Linked DNA regions of Mus musculus: region 2 is linked to region 1. A link is a contact called in public Hi-C data. All regions are on one chromosome and are shown on one strand. The core of a region is the stretch at or near the end of the contact, and the rest is flanking DNA. Distances in the headings are between cores, read along the strand shown. Region 1 holds the start of 6030468B19Rik (RIKEN cDNA 6030468B19 gene). Region 2 overlaps Dnah17 (dynein, axonemal, heavy chain 17).

What was found. A called contact is a pair of places that touch in the nucleus more often than the background predicts.
Region 2: a contact with region 1 is called in a Hi-C map of pro-B cells, with 3 times the contacts expected there. The contact joins the enhancer-like site here to the promoter of 6030468B19Rik in region 1. A contact is called at or near these places in 6 of 484 Hi-C or Micro-C datasets (B cells, the HL-1 cell line, embryonic stem cells and 2 more), 4 of 115 datasets of contacts at active chromatin or transcription factors (bone marrow-derived macrophages and embryonic stem cells) and 2 of 9 other capture datasets (embryonic stem cells and liver).

The regions. Positions count from the first base shown.
Region 1 is chr11:117,794,142-117,800,914 of GRCm38.p6, forward strand. It overlaps 6030468B19Rik (RIKEN cDNA 6030468B19 gene), which reads left to right and starts at 3,519. Exons shown (of 6, transcript NM_029964.1): 1 at 3,519-3,662; 2 at 4,282-4,314. The coding sequence starts at 3,626.
Region 2 is chr11:118,098,456-118,105,618 of GRCm38.p6, forward strand. It overlaps Dnah17 (dynein, axonemal, heavy chain 17), which reads right to left. Exons shown (of 81, transcript NM_001167746.1): 19 at 5,961-6,215; 20 at 4,868-5,037; 21 at 3,965-4,187; 22 at 2,814-2,930; 23 at 2,584-2,670; 24 at 1,723-1,737; 25 at 83-208. Among named protein-coding and RNA genes, the nearest start is that of Dnah17, 27 kb to the right of the region's middle. Within about 2 kb of position 5,761, at least 40 of the 459 cell types and tissues checked have an H3K27ac peak or open chromatin away from gene starts, as enhancers often do. A contact at or near this core is called in bone marrow-derived macrophages and pro-B cells, where this site is marked.

The DNA of each region.
Region 1 (6,773 bases), core at 2,269-4,768:
GCCTCTGAGGGGTGAAAATTCACACCCTGCCAGGCTCTCAGTGCCAGGTACAGGCCTGCACTCTGAGACCTGTGGAGGGTGTGCTGTGGGAGGGGGGATGTTCATGGGGCTGCAAAGGCGGGGCAGTGGTGCAGCCTGCAGCTGGGCCTGGGATTCCTTCTCTCCTTCCCTCCCTCCACACATTCTTTGAGTTTGAGAAGCTTTGAAGTTGGAAACTGCAGTGGCGGCTTTGAACCCACCACATGGAAGGCACTCTCTATAGAGTTCTGAAGCTAACAGATCCCTGCTGACTTTGAGGTGACTTTGATCTGGTTGTAGCCAGCAGCCTGGGAACAGTTTCTGTTTCTCTTTTTTTGGGGGGTGGGGGTGGGGGGAGTGGTCGTGGTGGTGGTTTTTTGTTTTTTGTTTTGTTTTTTGTTTGTTTTTGTTTTTTGTTGTGTGTTGGTTTTGAGACAGGGTCTCTCTACATAGTCCTGGCTGTCCTGGAACTCACTGTGTAGACCAGGTCTGTCTCAAACTCACAGAGATCCTCCTGTCTCTGCCTCCCAAGTGCTGGAATTAAAGTCTGGCTCCCAGCCCCAAGAGGACATTTTAAAGCACCCAGGTCCAAGCAGCTGGGTGCAGAGCTGCTCGCAGAGGGAACCCGGGGAGATGCAGCCCAGGCTGGCCTGGAGCCCCTGACCCTCTTGCCTCTGCTTGCCTAGGCAACAGAGGGTGACAATCATGGGCCCCTCCACCCAGCTGAGACATCTACAGAGACTGCCTTGATTTCTGTCACAGACTCTGGAGTCTTCTTGGGTGACCGCTGAAGACTTGGCCACTTCAAGCCCTCCTGAGACTTCGCTGGCTTCAGAGGCCTGACCACCACATGACTTCCCCCTCCCATCTGTAACCAAACACCAGTTAAATGCTTCTAAATGCCAGGGTTTCCATGGCAGGTACAGGTTTACACTTGGAGACATGTGGCAATGTACCATAGGAGGTAACCCTGGAGAGTGGGGTTCCCATTCCCCAGGCCACCAAGACAGGGTTCCTGGGGCAATGAGACCTGGAGGGGCACAGGTAGGCTCTGGTGCTCAGTAGAAGGGGGGGTCACAAATAAAAAAATTAGTTCTTGGTGCTGGAGAGATCAGCGGTTAAAAATACTGAGTGTTCTTCCAGAGGTCCTGAGTTCAATTCCCAGCAACCACATGGTAGCTCACAAACATCTGTAATGGGATGCCCTCTTCTGGTGTGTTTGAAAACAGCAACACTGTACTCATATACATTAAATAAATACATACATACTTTTTTTAAAATCCTCATTAAAAAAAAAAAAAACTAATTCTTGGGGCTGGAGAGATGACTCAGCGGTTAAAAGCACTGACTGCTCTTCTGAAGGTCCTGAGTTCAAATCCCATCAACCACATGGTGGCTCACAACCACCCGTAATGAGACCTGATGCCCTCTTCTGGTGTGTCTGAAGACAGCTACAGTGTACTTATGTATAATAATAAATAAATCTTTGGACTGGAGCAAGCAGGGACTGAGTGAGTGAAGTTGACCGAATCAAGCAGAGGTCCTAAAATTCAATTCTTAGCAACCACATGAAGGCTCACAACCATCTGTACAGCTACAGTGTACTCACATACATGAATACTAAATAAATAAATAAATCTTTTAAAAAACCCTAATTCTTAAAGAATGGTAATTTTGTGGGGAACTAAGTCAAAACATTCTCCCCTTCACTGATTTCCCACTGGAGAAACTTAACAAAGCGTGCGTGGGCCTGGTGCACACTGCTGAGTGTCAGAGCTGGCTCAAGGGCCTTACTGTAAGGCACACACAGCGGGTGTCCAGGTGACCACCTGCCTCCTTTGCTGGATCTTCCCGTGGCTTTTCACTCTGCCCTCTGACTATGGAGCTACAGTTCAGACAGCTTCCTGATAGAACTCGGCCACTGTAGATCCTCCAAGAGTGGCAAGAGGGGCCCAGGCTAGAGTGGCCTTCCTAGAGAACAGGGCTGGACAGGGGCTGGAGTGCAGTGGCCAGTCAGGCTCTGTGGAGCATCTACACATGACACAGGCTGTGACCTGGCAGCAGGAGTCCTCTGCTGTGAAGACACTGTCAAAGCAGGCGTCTCCTGTGCAGTCACTGAGCCTGCCCAGAAAGCCACAGGCTAGTCTGCAGGCCTAGACTGGGGGGGGGGGGGTCACCCATGTGGGTGGGTAGCTATGGGTGGCCTCCCATGGGGTAGTATGATCCAGTGCCAGCTTACCTGCTTCTTCGGTTCTCTGCCCCTCGGTCCCTGTGGGTCTGGCCCTGGTGTAGCCTTAGGCTCGGAAAGAACGGCTCTGCTCAGACCACCCCAGTATTGGTCGCATGGTCCACTTCCCTTTGTCCAGGTAAGGCTGGATCTAGGTCCTTAAGGGACAACCTTGCCTTTCTCTGAACTCCTTTAAAGACAAGAGTAAGGCACTGCAATGGCTGAGTGGGAGAGGAGGGACTTTCAGATTCCTGCAGGCAGGTTAGCAGACACAGGTGGAGGGAAAGGGGATTCACCAAGCTTGGGAGGGAGAGAGAGCCACCAGCCATGTGAGATCTTGGGTGGAGTGGCCATTGGCCTCTTCCCTGACTGGGTTTGGGGAAATTAGAAATGTAACTAAACTGAGGGCAGATTTAGGGTGCTGAGCAAGGGGAAGGTAACTGGGCAACTGAGTTGAGGGCAGAATTAGAGGTGTTGATCTGAGTGAAGATAAGGACATGTTAGCCTCAGGAGGCTTAAAAGTATCCAACCATTGAGCTAAAAAGCATATTAAAAATAAACTACTGTGTATCTGTCAAAAAAAAAAAAAGAGTAAGGCACTGGGCTACACACTCTCAGGTGACAGAGTCTCATCCCACCTGAGGTCTAACTTGGAGACAGAATGCACCAGCTATAGCAGAAGGCGGAAGCACCCTGAAAGCCAGAGAGAGAGAGACTGTGGGAGGGTCTGAGCAGAATATCGATAGCTAGACAGGATCTAGCTGGGGACACCTGGGTCACAGCTGCATGCTTGTGGCAAGTGCCTTGGCTAAAAAGACGTTACTGATGGTGAGGACTCGGTGTGAGAGGATCCAGATGGATAACTGTGACCTCCACCCCTACAGGGCAGGGTGGGAGAGGAGGAGTTTGAGATGTGCGAGGAGGAGGGATCCACAGGGAGCAGCTGCATTGTTCACAGGGCCCAGGTCCTCCCAGGGGGCAAAATTCACCTGGTATGTGGTGTTCAGATGGATCTCAATATGATGTGAACCTCCCCTCCCTGCCTCTTAACAGGAATCTACTGATTCTCCAGGTTTCCTGGATAAGGAGAGCCCTTGTGTTAACATTAGCCCCACGCCAGTGCCCCAGGATAATCACACATCCCAAACTCAGTAGACACACGCGCTTATCCCCTCCTCCCCTGCAGGTAACAGGGGGAGAACACAGATATCCCTGGAACCAGCCCTGTAAGGTATTGGGGCCCCTGGAGAGCCACAACCTTCAAGTTATCTCCTAGCTGCAGGCAGCCACCCGAGGAGCATCCAGGGGCCTTGGGGTGGAGAGGCCAGACAGGAAGCTTTGGACAGCCTGAGCCATACACAGCCCCAACCTCACAGACGCATGGCGCTCCTTCAGCTGCTCCTCTTTGCCATGCTGGGTGAGTCTCCTGCAGACATCACGGGAAGGGCCTTGAGAGAGTAGGCTCAGGGAATGGAGTGTGAAGAGAGTCCAAGAGAGAAAGAGACCCAAAGGCGGAAGCACCCTGGAAGCCAGAGAGAGAGAGAGAGAGAGACACGGTGAGAGGGTCTGAGCAGGAGATTGACAGCAGACAGATGTGCTATGCTATGCAGATGTGACCTTGTTTAGGGTATCATCTGTCATTTGGATTCCACTGGTGTATGTAGTATGTGTGGTGTGTATGTGAGTATGGTGTAGTGTGTTCTGTATGTGTATGTATGTGTGTATGGTGTGATGTGTGTGTGGTATAGTGTGTTTGGGAGGGTGCCCATGCGCACGTGTGCATGTCCAGCACTCAGGAAGTAGAGACAGGAAGATCAGGATTCCAAGGTCACCCTCAGGTACGTATTGAGTTCAAAGCCAGCCTGGAGTATAGGGGAGACCCTGTGTTAAGTAAGATAAGATAAAAACTCCAGATCAGAGATGCTAACTGGTCCCAGGGGCCTCACTGTCAGATATCAGCCTGGGCAGGAAGCTGTCTGGACAGTCTCCCTCCTCTGCAGGGCTTCCTCTTACCCCTCCCCTCTCCTCTTTTACAGCTGCCTGTGGCTTCTCAGAGGAGCAGACAGAAGGTGAGTAGCCCCCACACTGGGGGGAGAAGGATCTAGCTGGGGACACCTGGGTCACAGCTGGGTGCTTGTGGCAAGTGCCTTGGCTAAAAAGACTGATGGTGAGGACTTGGTGTGAGAGGATCCAGATGGATAACTGTGACCTCCACCCCACAGGGCAGGGTGGGAGAGGAGGAGTTTGAGGTGTGTAAAGAGGAGGGATCCACAGGGAGCAGCTGCATTGTTCACAGGGCCCAGGTCCTCCCAGGGGGCAAAATTCACCTGTTCCATCAAGTCCCACAGCTCTGCCTAATAGGTGGGATGCAGAGAAGGCTGGGGAACTCTAGTGTGCACTTCTGGGACAGGAGGGGCTTGCTGAGGGAGCTGGAGACCTCAGGGAATCTAGAGATTAAGCCACTTTGCTCTGACAGCAGTTGAGAGTGAGTGTCCTCTGTCTGTCTGTCTGTCTGTCTGTCTGTCTGATCTATTTATCTATCTATACATATATACCTATGTATGTATAACTATATCATGCACACATACACATATATATGCACAGATAAACAGATAGATCCCTCCTGTGTTCCCTCTCTCTTTTCGGCTTCCTGTCCCTCCTTTCTTCTCCTTTCTCCTTCCCTCCCCCTTCCCCTCTCTCTTTTTCTCCCCAGTAGTCCCGGTACAGAGCCAGGAAGGAGAGGTTTCAGGGACAGGTCGCAGCCCTGGACCGCTCCATTCATGCCCTGCTCCATTTTCCTCTTTGCCTCTCACCTCCTTCCCCTAGATGGACCCCTTTCATGGTCCTCGCCACTTCTCCACCTCCTGCACCCTTCAAGGTGGAGGCAGGCGTTTCCTCCCTGTCTCCACCTTGCATCCCTGGGCATCCCCTTCTGTTCTGCTGAAGGGTGGTGTTGACGCAGATCTCACTCGGATGAGGCACAGACCAAACTACCATTTCCTCATTTTCTGTAAAAAAGAAAAAGTTTATTAGTGTCACAGTTAAAAAAAGAGCTGGTGGCTGAGTCTCAGGAAAGTACCCAGGCAGAGGCGGTCCTGCCTTCCTGTCCTCTCAGCCCATGGCTGCAGCTCTGCTAATGTATCCTGTGCCAGATCTCTGAAAAGCTGGCTGATCCCTTGTTCCCTCACAAACCCTGGAGGATGGCGTTTGGCCAAGTTTAGAAAGAAAACCCAAGAGCCAGGCGTGGTGGCGCACGCCTTTAATCCCAGCACTCAGGAGGCAGAAGCAGGCAGATTTCTGAGTTCAGTTGGAGGCCAGCCTGGTCTACAGAGTGAGTTCCAGGACAGCTAGGGATATACAAACAAACCCTGTCCCGAAAAACAAACACAAAAAAAGAGTACCCATGGGTGTGGTGGTTCAAATCTACAGTCTCTGCACTGGGGAGACAGAGACAGGAGGATCTCTGTGAGTTCGAGGTCAGCCTGGTCCACATAGTGTGTTCCAGGACAGCCTGGGCTACACAGAGAAACCCTGTCTCAAAAAACAAAAACCAGGGCTGAAGAGATGGCTCAGCGGTTAAGAACACTGGCTTCTCTTCTAGAGGTCCCGAGTTCAAGTCCCAGCAACTACATGATGGCTCACAACCATCTGTAATGAGATCTGACCCCTCTTCTGGGGTTTCTAAGGAGAAAGACAGTGCACATACATAAAATAAATACATACTTCTTTAAAACAAAACAAACAACAAAAACCTCAGCAGCTCTCCCCACACCAGCTCCGTGAGGAGACGTGAGGAGAGAGCCCGGCCTTGTTCTCCCCTCTGGGAGCAAGCTGTACTTTCTGTTGCTACAGTCAGCACATATGCAAACCAAGCTTCTATTCCCGGCCTCCGACATGGAAACGAGAGGGACTGGGTTTCTTTTCATTTTTACAGTCAACTCAGTGTCTCTCCTGAAAGAAAGAGACAAACAAACAAACAAACAAACAAACAGAACCATAATGGGGAAAACAAACAAACAAACAAACAAACATAACCGAAATTTAGCCTAGAACTCATTTCTTCAGCGAGGCAGAGTTCAGCCCCAAATATTTCGTTTGGACCCCAAAGAGACCTGTTGTCCCTAAAGATTAAGGTGGTAAAAGTCTTGCCAGAAGTCTGCCTGACAGAGTTCAGAAAGGATCTAACTTTAGCATTGGATCCACTAACTCAAATTGGAAATCTATTTTGATTTAAAAAACAAAAACAAACAAACAAACAAAAAAACAAAAAAACCCTCCCAAAGAGGGGTACTTAGCAAAGTTTTCAAAAAGCCCCGGAAGTATGTTCTGTTGGTGTTGGGAACAGGCAGCTGGACACAGGCCAGTCATGTGCTGCTGTGGGGTGTGGAGTGGGTCCCTAGCCTCAGTACTCAGCTGGAGTACCAGCAGACACAGAATTCCCCTGAAACAGTGGTAGGAATTAGGATCTGAGAAAAAGTGTGCATTGTGGTCAGATGGCCTGGGGATTCCCAGGAGATGTCTGTCTGTA
Region 2 (7,163 bases), core at 4,511-7,010, 310 kb after region 1:
GCCACTGCACTCTTATATCCAGAGACCCTCTCTGTTAGAGCCACCTGCAGAGTCCCCAGCCACAAGGCCTGGCCTGACTCACCATGACAATCATGTCCCAGAGCTCCTTCAGCAGGCGGACCTCCCTGTGGCAGGCCTTCAGCTGCTTGTAGTCTGGCACCGTGACCTCGAACAGGCTGGCAGACTTGCACAGCGCCTCCATCACGCCCTCCATGGCCGAGATGCTCTTTTGTTGCTGGGATGGGAGGGGAGAGGACATCAATGGCTGCCTTGGCCTGGGTGTCCCCAAATCTGAGTGCCTTGCCCTGCCCCCATTCCTGCCTTCTTGGTCTCTTATCCCCAACGTGCCCCAGTAAATCTTCTCTGTCCTCTAGCAGCAGCTTGCTGCCCCCCCCCCCCCAGGGAGTACAGTCCACCTGATCCCTGCCTGACGGAGACCAATGCTCCAGCCAAGATGGCAGCCGCCCTCCACGATGCCCCTCACTCTGGATATAAGTAAGAGGAGACTCATTAGATGAAGAATTGAATTTGTAGCCGGGCGGTGGTGGCACACGCCTTTAATCCCAGCACTTGGGAGGCAGAGGCAGGTGGATTTCTGAGTTCAAGGCCAGCCTGGTCTACAGAGTGAGTTCCAGGACAGCCAGAGCTACACAGAGAAACCCTGTCTTGAAAAGCCAAAAAAAAAAAAAAAAAAAAAACCCCAAAAAAAGAATTGAATTTGTGTTGTTATGGGCACAGCTATGGCAAGAACCCCATTGCCTCAGACCCAGGGGCATGACAAGGCCTTTCTTCAGGTCAGGCTCAGGTCAGGTCATGCTTCCCCTGGTCCATGTAGGATGTTGACAATATGTGCAGAAAATACCAACCACAGTCCCCTCCTCCCCTCCCTCCTCTTCTACCTCCTCCCATCTCTCCTCCCCTCGCTCTTCACTTCTCCCTTCTCCCCCCCCCCCAACTCTTCCCCTCAGCTCCTCTTCCTCCTGCTTCCTCCCCTCCTCCCTCCTCCCTTGTCTCCTCTCCCTCCTCCCCTCCTCCGTCCTCCCTCCTCCCAGCTCCTGGATGTTCACAGCCTAGACTGCTCACCTACAGAGACCCTCTATGGTGATGAGCTTAAACCCATCTCATTCGGCTGTATACAATGAACCTGCGTCGAGGACTCAGGCATATACAATAAATGTATTGAGTTTCTGGGCTGTTGTGCATCACCAGGGTGCACAGTCCACCCGACACCACCTTTTCTATGTACAGGTCTGTTCTTCATCCCCGGAAGCCCCAGTTAGGTCACTCCCTAGGCTGCGGCATATCTAGGCTGATTTTTATTCATTTGTTTGTTTTTGAGATTGGGTCTCAAGTAGGCCAGGATGACCTAAAACTTTCTACAAAGTTGAAGCTGAAGCTGAGGCTGCCCTTGAACACCTGACCATCCTGCCTATATATCCCAGGAGCTGAGATAACTGATGTGTACCGCCACAGCCTGCTGGGTTTGCATACCTCAGTCCCTGCTGGGTTAATCTCCCAACACCCATTGCTTCCATACCAGATGTCTAACTTACTAGAAATGAGGAGAAAAAAGCAGCATGGGGTTGCTTTAAGGAGAGAAAAAAGTGGGCTGGAGAGAAGGTTCAGCCGTTAAGAGCGCTGACTGCTCTTCCAAAGGTCCTAAGTTCAATTCTCAGCAACCACATAGTGGCTCAAAACCATCGTAGTGAGATTTGTACTTACATATAATAAGTAAATCTTAAAAAAAAAAAAGGAGAGGGGGAAAAAGTGGTGTCGAGATTGTGGCTCAGGGAGAGTGGTGTGAAATGGCCATGAGGAAAGGGAGAGGGAGAGCCCTGACTTTAAGAATGGGAGTTCAGAGTAGAGAGAGGTGAGGTGACTTGCAGGAGGAGCTTGTGGGGTTCACGTCTGTGTGACCTGAGGTCCCCGGGGGGCTGGCCTCAGGGTCAGTGCAAGAGGTCTGTTGAGTTCAGAGCTGACCCGAGCTCTGAGAACCTCTACGCCTGCCCTGGGAGGACCTACGCTGGCTTGGCAAGATGGTGGGGCCATGGCCGTGGGTGGACCTGAGCATCCTACGCTGACTCTAACCCTTGGGCAGAGAGAACAAAGTGTGTGTGTGTGTGTGTGTGTGTATGTGTGTGTGTATGTGTGTGTGTGTGTGTGTGTACGTCCAAAACCTGGTGGCTGGTTGGATGGGAGAGAGGGAGGGATGAGAGTTAAATCCAGGTGACAGGAAACTTTTCATAGGCTGAGGAAACCAGCCTGAAGGGAAACAGCAGCCCATGAGGCTTGCAGGATGCTCATGTGGGCATGGGTGGTGGTTGTTCTGGAATAGCTCCCTAAGCACAGTGTGGCACAGTGGAGGCTGTGTGCCAGGGAGGAGGATGCCTGAGTCTGCATGTCCACATGGATGTCCGCACGCACCCGCACACGAGCGAGTCCCGTGCACGCACAGGCTTGGCCTTGCGGGCAGTCCCATTTATTCGGTTTTTCCGTTTGCGAGAGTAAAGGCTTAAGAAAAGACCAGCACTCCAAAGGGGTTCCCGGAGCTGCCACAGGGACCTCGCCACGGTGCATAAGTACCTTATTCAGGGACTTGTAGGGCTCGGGGTCACTGAAGGAGAAGGGGGCATCACGTCGGAACTTCTCTCTGAATTCGTGCTGCTTGAGCTGGTGAGAGAGTGGGGTGGGGGTGGGGGTGGGGGGTCGGGGAGGGATGTCACGTCATGGCTGGCTCTGAGCATCCCAGCATGCCACACCCTCCCGCATGCTCCCAGCCCTGGCCTCCACTACCCTGCTCGGGCCCAGGCTACCTCAAACTGTTGGCACTTTCGTCTCAGGATGTTAACCTCGTTGGCCTGGAGGGGCGCCACATTCTGCTTCACCTGAATGGCCAGTTTCTTGGTGTTGGTCCACTGCTCTGGCAGCTCCTGTGGGAGGCGAAGGCAGAGCATGGGTGGGGGTTGTCATCTGCCTCCGTTTTCCCATTGGAGTTACTTGGGTTTGTTTTTTTTTTAAAGTATTTAATATGTCTGAGTGTTTGCATGCATGCAGTGCCCAGAGGGGTCAGAGGAGGATGCCGGAGCCCCTAGAAACGGAATTACAGACAGCTGTGAGCTGCCACGTGGGTGCTGGGTAGCAAGGTGTCTCCCTGAGCCTCTGTCTCTCCCCTTTTAAAGCTCTCTGCCATGTCAAAACTGAAGGCTCGGGAGAGACTTTTAAAGTAGCACAAAGTGCTCACGATGTCCCCAGCCGGCCCCAGAACGGCAGAGCGGGAAGCCCAGTGCTGTGCCAATCAGAACTTTCTCTACCTTTCATAGTGTTCATCAGCTTGAACCCATGCACGTGTGTGCATTGTGCACAGATTCATGTGATGGTGCAGATGTGCACACGTGTGCATGTATGTGCATCCGGGAATATGGACGCGCGTGTGCATATGAGTATGTGTGTGTGCGTGTGTGTGTGTGCATGGCTGTGTCTGTGTAGGTGACAGAGGGTAAGGGGGAAGTGAGGAGGGAGGGAGGGAGGGAAGCTGATAGGCTTGGGAAGAGATGGGAAACCGAGGAGCCAGGCACAGCTGGGGAGGGGGTGGCTCCTTGGAGGCCCTCCAGAGGGACATCCCCCACCCTGCTCAGCCATAGCCCAGTCAGTGTGACAATGGCTGTCATGTGGGCAGTGGATGGCAGGGCACAGGCAGCCTCTCTCTGCTCCCGTCTCCATCAGCGTTCACACCCATCGGGAGTGAGTGACCTCCACATTCAGGGAGATGAGAGGCCGTGGAGATGGCTTTAACCCCACAAAACTACTAGGAGGCTCTCACCAGCCTCAGCGGTGACCACTTGGGCCCTCTTCTCCGGGAAGATTCTGTCTCTGGCCTCCATACCCCTGGGGATCTGGAGTCTCGTAAGTGTCTAGCCTGCAGCGACCTGCCACAGTACTCCAGCACAGCACTGTTGGAACCCACCTGCAGCTTCAAGTAGATCTCCTCCGGCATCTCCTCCCCATAGCTCTTGAGCAGTTCGATGGTTTGCTTCAGGGGCTCAAACATGCTATCGGTGGCCACCTGCCTCTCCTTGACTTTCATCAGGTGCCCCATGACCTCTACCAGCCCGTCGTAGTCTCCCTCCTTAAGTGGCTTCTTCAGGGCTGTTCGGGTGATGTTCATGAAGCTTTCCAGATCAGCGAGGCTGCAGGACAGGGGGACTCAGGTGAGGGGCTCATCCTCCTCGGCCACCACCTCAATGTCCCCTTAGCAGGGACACTCGACTGCCATGCAAGGCACCACCTGGAGAGGGGCAGCCACTGCCCCCCCATGTGGTCCCCCTCGGCCTAGATGTCACAAAAGTATTAGCGTAGCCCAGGCTGATCCTTGAGCGCTATCTTAAAGCCACAGCTGAGAGCAGCCAGCCGCCCAGATGGGCTCAGTTAGAGAGAATGCTTATGCTGCTGTCGGTGACCTTCCTGTGCAATGACTGGGCTGTCCCAGCCTTCCTGCCAGGCTCAAGGCTTCAACACAGAGCCTGACAGGTACTTCACTCTTCTACCTGCCCTGCACTGGTCACAGCAAGGAACCACATGCACCACCTCCTGTGACAGTGGTGCTCCCCCATGTGGCATGGTGTGGTAAGGCATGCTGTTCCTCCTGTGACAGTGGTGCTCCCCCGTGTGGCATGGTGTGGTAAGGCATGCTGTTCCTCCTGGCCTCACCAGGAGCAAATAAATGTAAAGCCTATATCACAATCAGGCCACCCAACTTTCAGATCAGGCCACTGAGCCACTTACTAAGTCCGTGGTGCCTCTCCCAGGCTGTCGGGGGGGGGGGGGTCCGGGGAAGTCTCAGATTTGCAGCAGCGGGCCATGGCCTCACCTGTTGATGACGTGGTTGTTCAGGTATCGCTTGAACAGAAAACTCCAGCGCTTGATGGTGTTGAGCAAGGTCTGCTTGAAGGGGCGGCAGTCACACTGCAGCCAGCCATGGAAGACCTTGGTGTTCTCACAGCTGGACACCTCCTCATACAGCTTCTCATACGAGTCAATCTGCCCAACACAGCCGTGGATTCCATCAGCCATGGCTGTGTGTCCCCCACTAGCCATCGCCGCTTCCTGTCTGGCTGTGAAGGGCAGCCAGGTGGCCCAGGGTGCAGCTTAAGAGAGGCTGAGACCACTGCTACCTGTTTGCCCTGTCCCAACACCTCAGAGCTCCTTCTGCCCCACCTCTAGGAGGGGACAGATAGACAGAAGAGGATGGGATTGGGTGACTACAGTAAGGCTTCTGGAGCAGGAGGGGACTCCCAAAGGGCACCCCTTAACTCATGGGAGCACCTGCAGACTTTGAGCCATCCCATCTTTCTTCTCACTGGTGTGGGGGAGGAGAGGGCTTTCTCATTGTGCCCAAGACCAACCTCAGGACTGGATTGCTTCACTTTCTAGATTCCCAATTCTGACACCTGAGCTCTTGCTGACCCTGAAGGCCGATTCTTAGACTGCAGACCTCACCTGGAGCTGGCCTGAGTGTAGTGCTCCCAGCCACCTCTTATCTGGCTCTTAGGGACTCTTATTCTCAGGGATCAGTCCTCTGTCCTACTTGCCACAGGATGGGACACCAGCCAGCTCAGCATAGTGCCCTCACCTGACCTAACTGAAGTCATTCACACTACAAGCCTGGTAGATCCTGCTGAGGCCTCTTCTCTCTCCCTGGCTGCCTCTCTGGTACAGTGGTGCTCCCCCCCATGTGGCGTGGTGTAGTAAGGCATGCTATTCCTCCTGTGACAGTGGTGCTCCCCCGTGTGGCATAGTGCGGTAAGGCATGCTCTCTCTCCTGGCCTCACCAGGAGCAAATTTAAAACCTACATAGCAATCAGGCCACCCAACTTTCAAATCAGGCCTGTGGGGGGTGGGGAGGGGGTCGTCTACCCGAGGATGTGGGAGGTGACACAGGAGGACAACAGGACCATACACACCTGCTGCTGGAACTGAGCCAGGGTAGGTGGTGTCTTGGGGATGGTGTCGTCCGTCTTGGTGTCCAGCTCCTCAGGGGTGGGCGCGTGCCCGAAGATGAGGAAGTTCTTCATAAATTCTTGAAGGTCATCCACCCAAAGGTAGGAGTACCTCTCAAAGGAGTCCTGGTACTCCTCAGCCACCTTCATGGCTCCAATGACCAGGCTGGACACTTCCTCCCGCATCTCTATGAGGTCTGTGATATCCTCTAGGTCAGACTGCCGGGGTGGGAGTGGGGACAAAGATTGGGTCATTTGCCTTCATGAGAGACAGATTTTCCCCCAGACCTGGAAGAGCATCCTTCTGTGGGTGCTGCTGAGAGTCCTGAATGGAAGCAGGGGGTGTCTGTCAGTGTGCAGCGCCCCTACCCCACCCCTGAAAGAAGATTTGCTAAGGGTGGCTCTGAGCTGTCTGATCCCAGGGTGACGTGGGTGTCAGTTCATCCATTCTGTATTTGCACAGACCTTGGTTGTGTGCAATGTGCTGGTATGGACAAAGGGGACACAGAGCGAGCGACTCACATGGACTGTTGGGGGAGGGGGTATGTATGGACATTTTTAAAATAACAAACCCAGAAAACTACCCTCTAGTTAAATCTCTGCATGCATGCTATCTATGGTATGTACAAATCGATTGAATGTACACCTGGTCACTTCCGAGGCCTTTAAAATTCCTCAGTATATTCTGTTCAGATCTGCCGTTCAAACTCACTTCCAGACGCCCTCCTGCTCCTGGCTGGCAATGCCACAGGAGGCAACATTCTGTTACAGGGCATTTTTACATGTTTCCCCGTTGCTGGTGACTTATGCCTTTATTTTGATCCTGATGCCTTTCCCCCTTCATTAGCTCTCATTGTACACATTTAATCTTCTAATAAAAACGAGGGAGAGGGGAGCAGCCACGGAGTCCAGGCATTGATTTGACGGAGGTGGCTAAGGAGCACGGATTCGGATGGGTCAGTCCGTCAGGGAGAGGGTGACTTTGGCTGAGCCCTTGGCTGTCCTGTTGAGCTTGGTGGCACTCTAAGAGGGGCAGACTCCTTCATGCTAGCAAGAGTTTTTATTTTGTTTTGCTTTATTAAATTTTTGTTTTTGTTGTTAACTATTCTTTCTTTAGTTTTTTAAAGATTTATTTATTTTATGTATGTGAGCACACTGTAGCTGTAC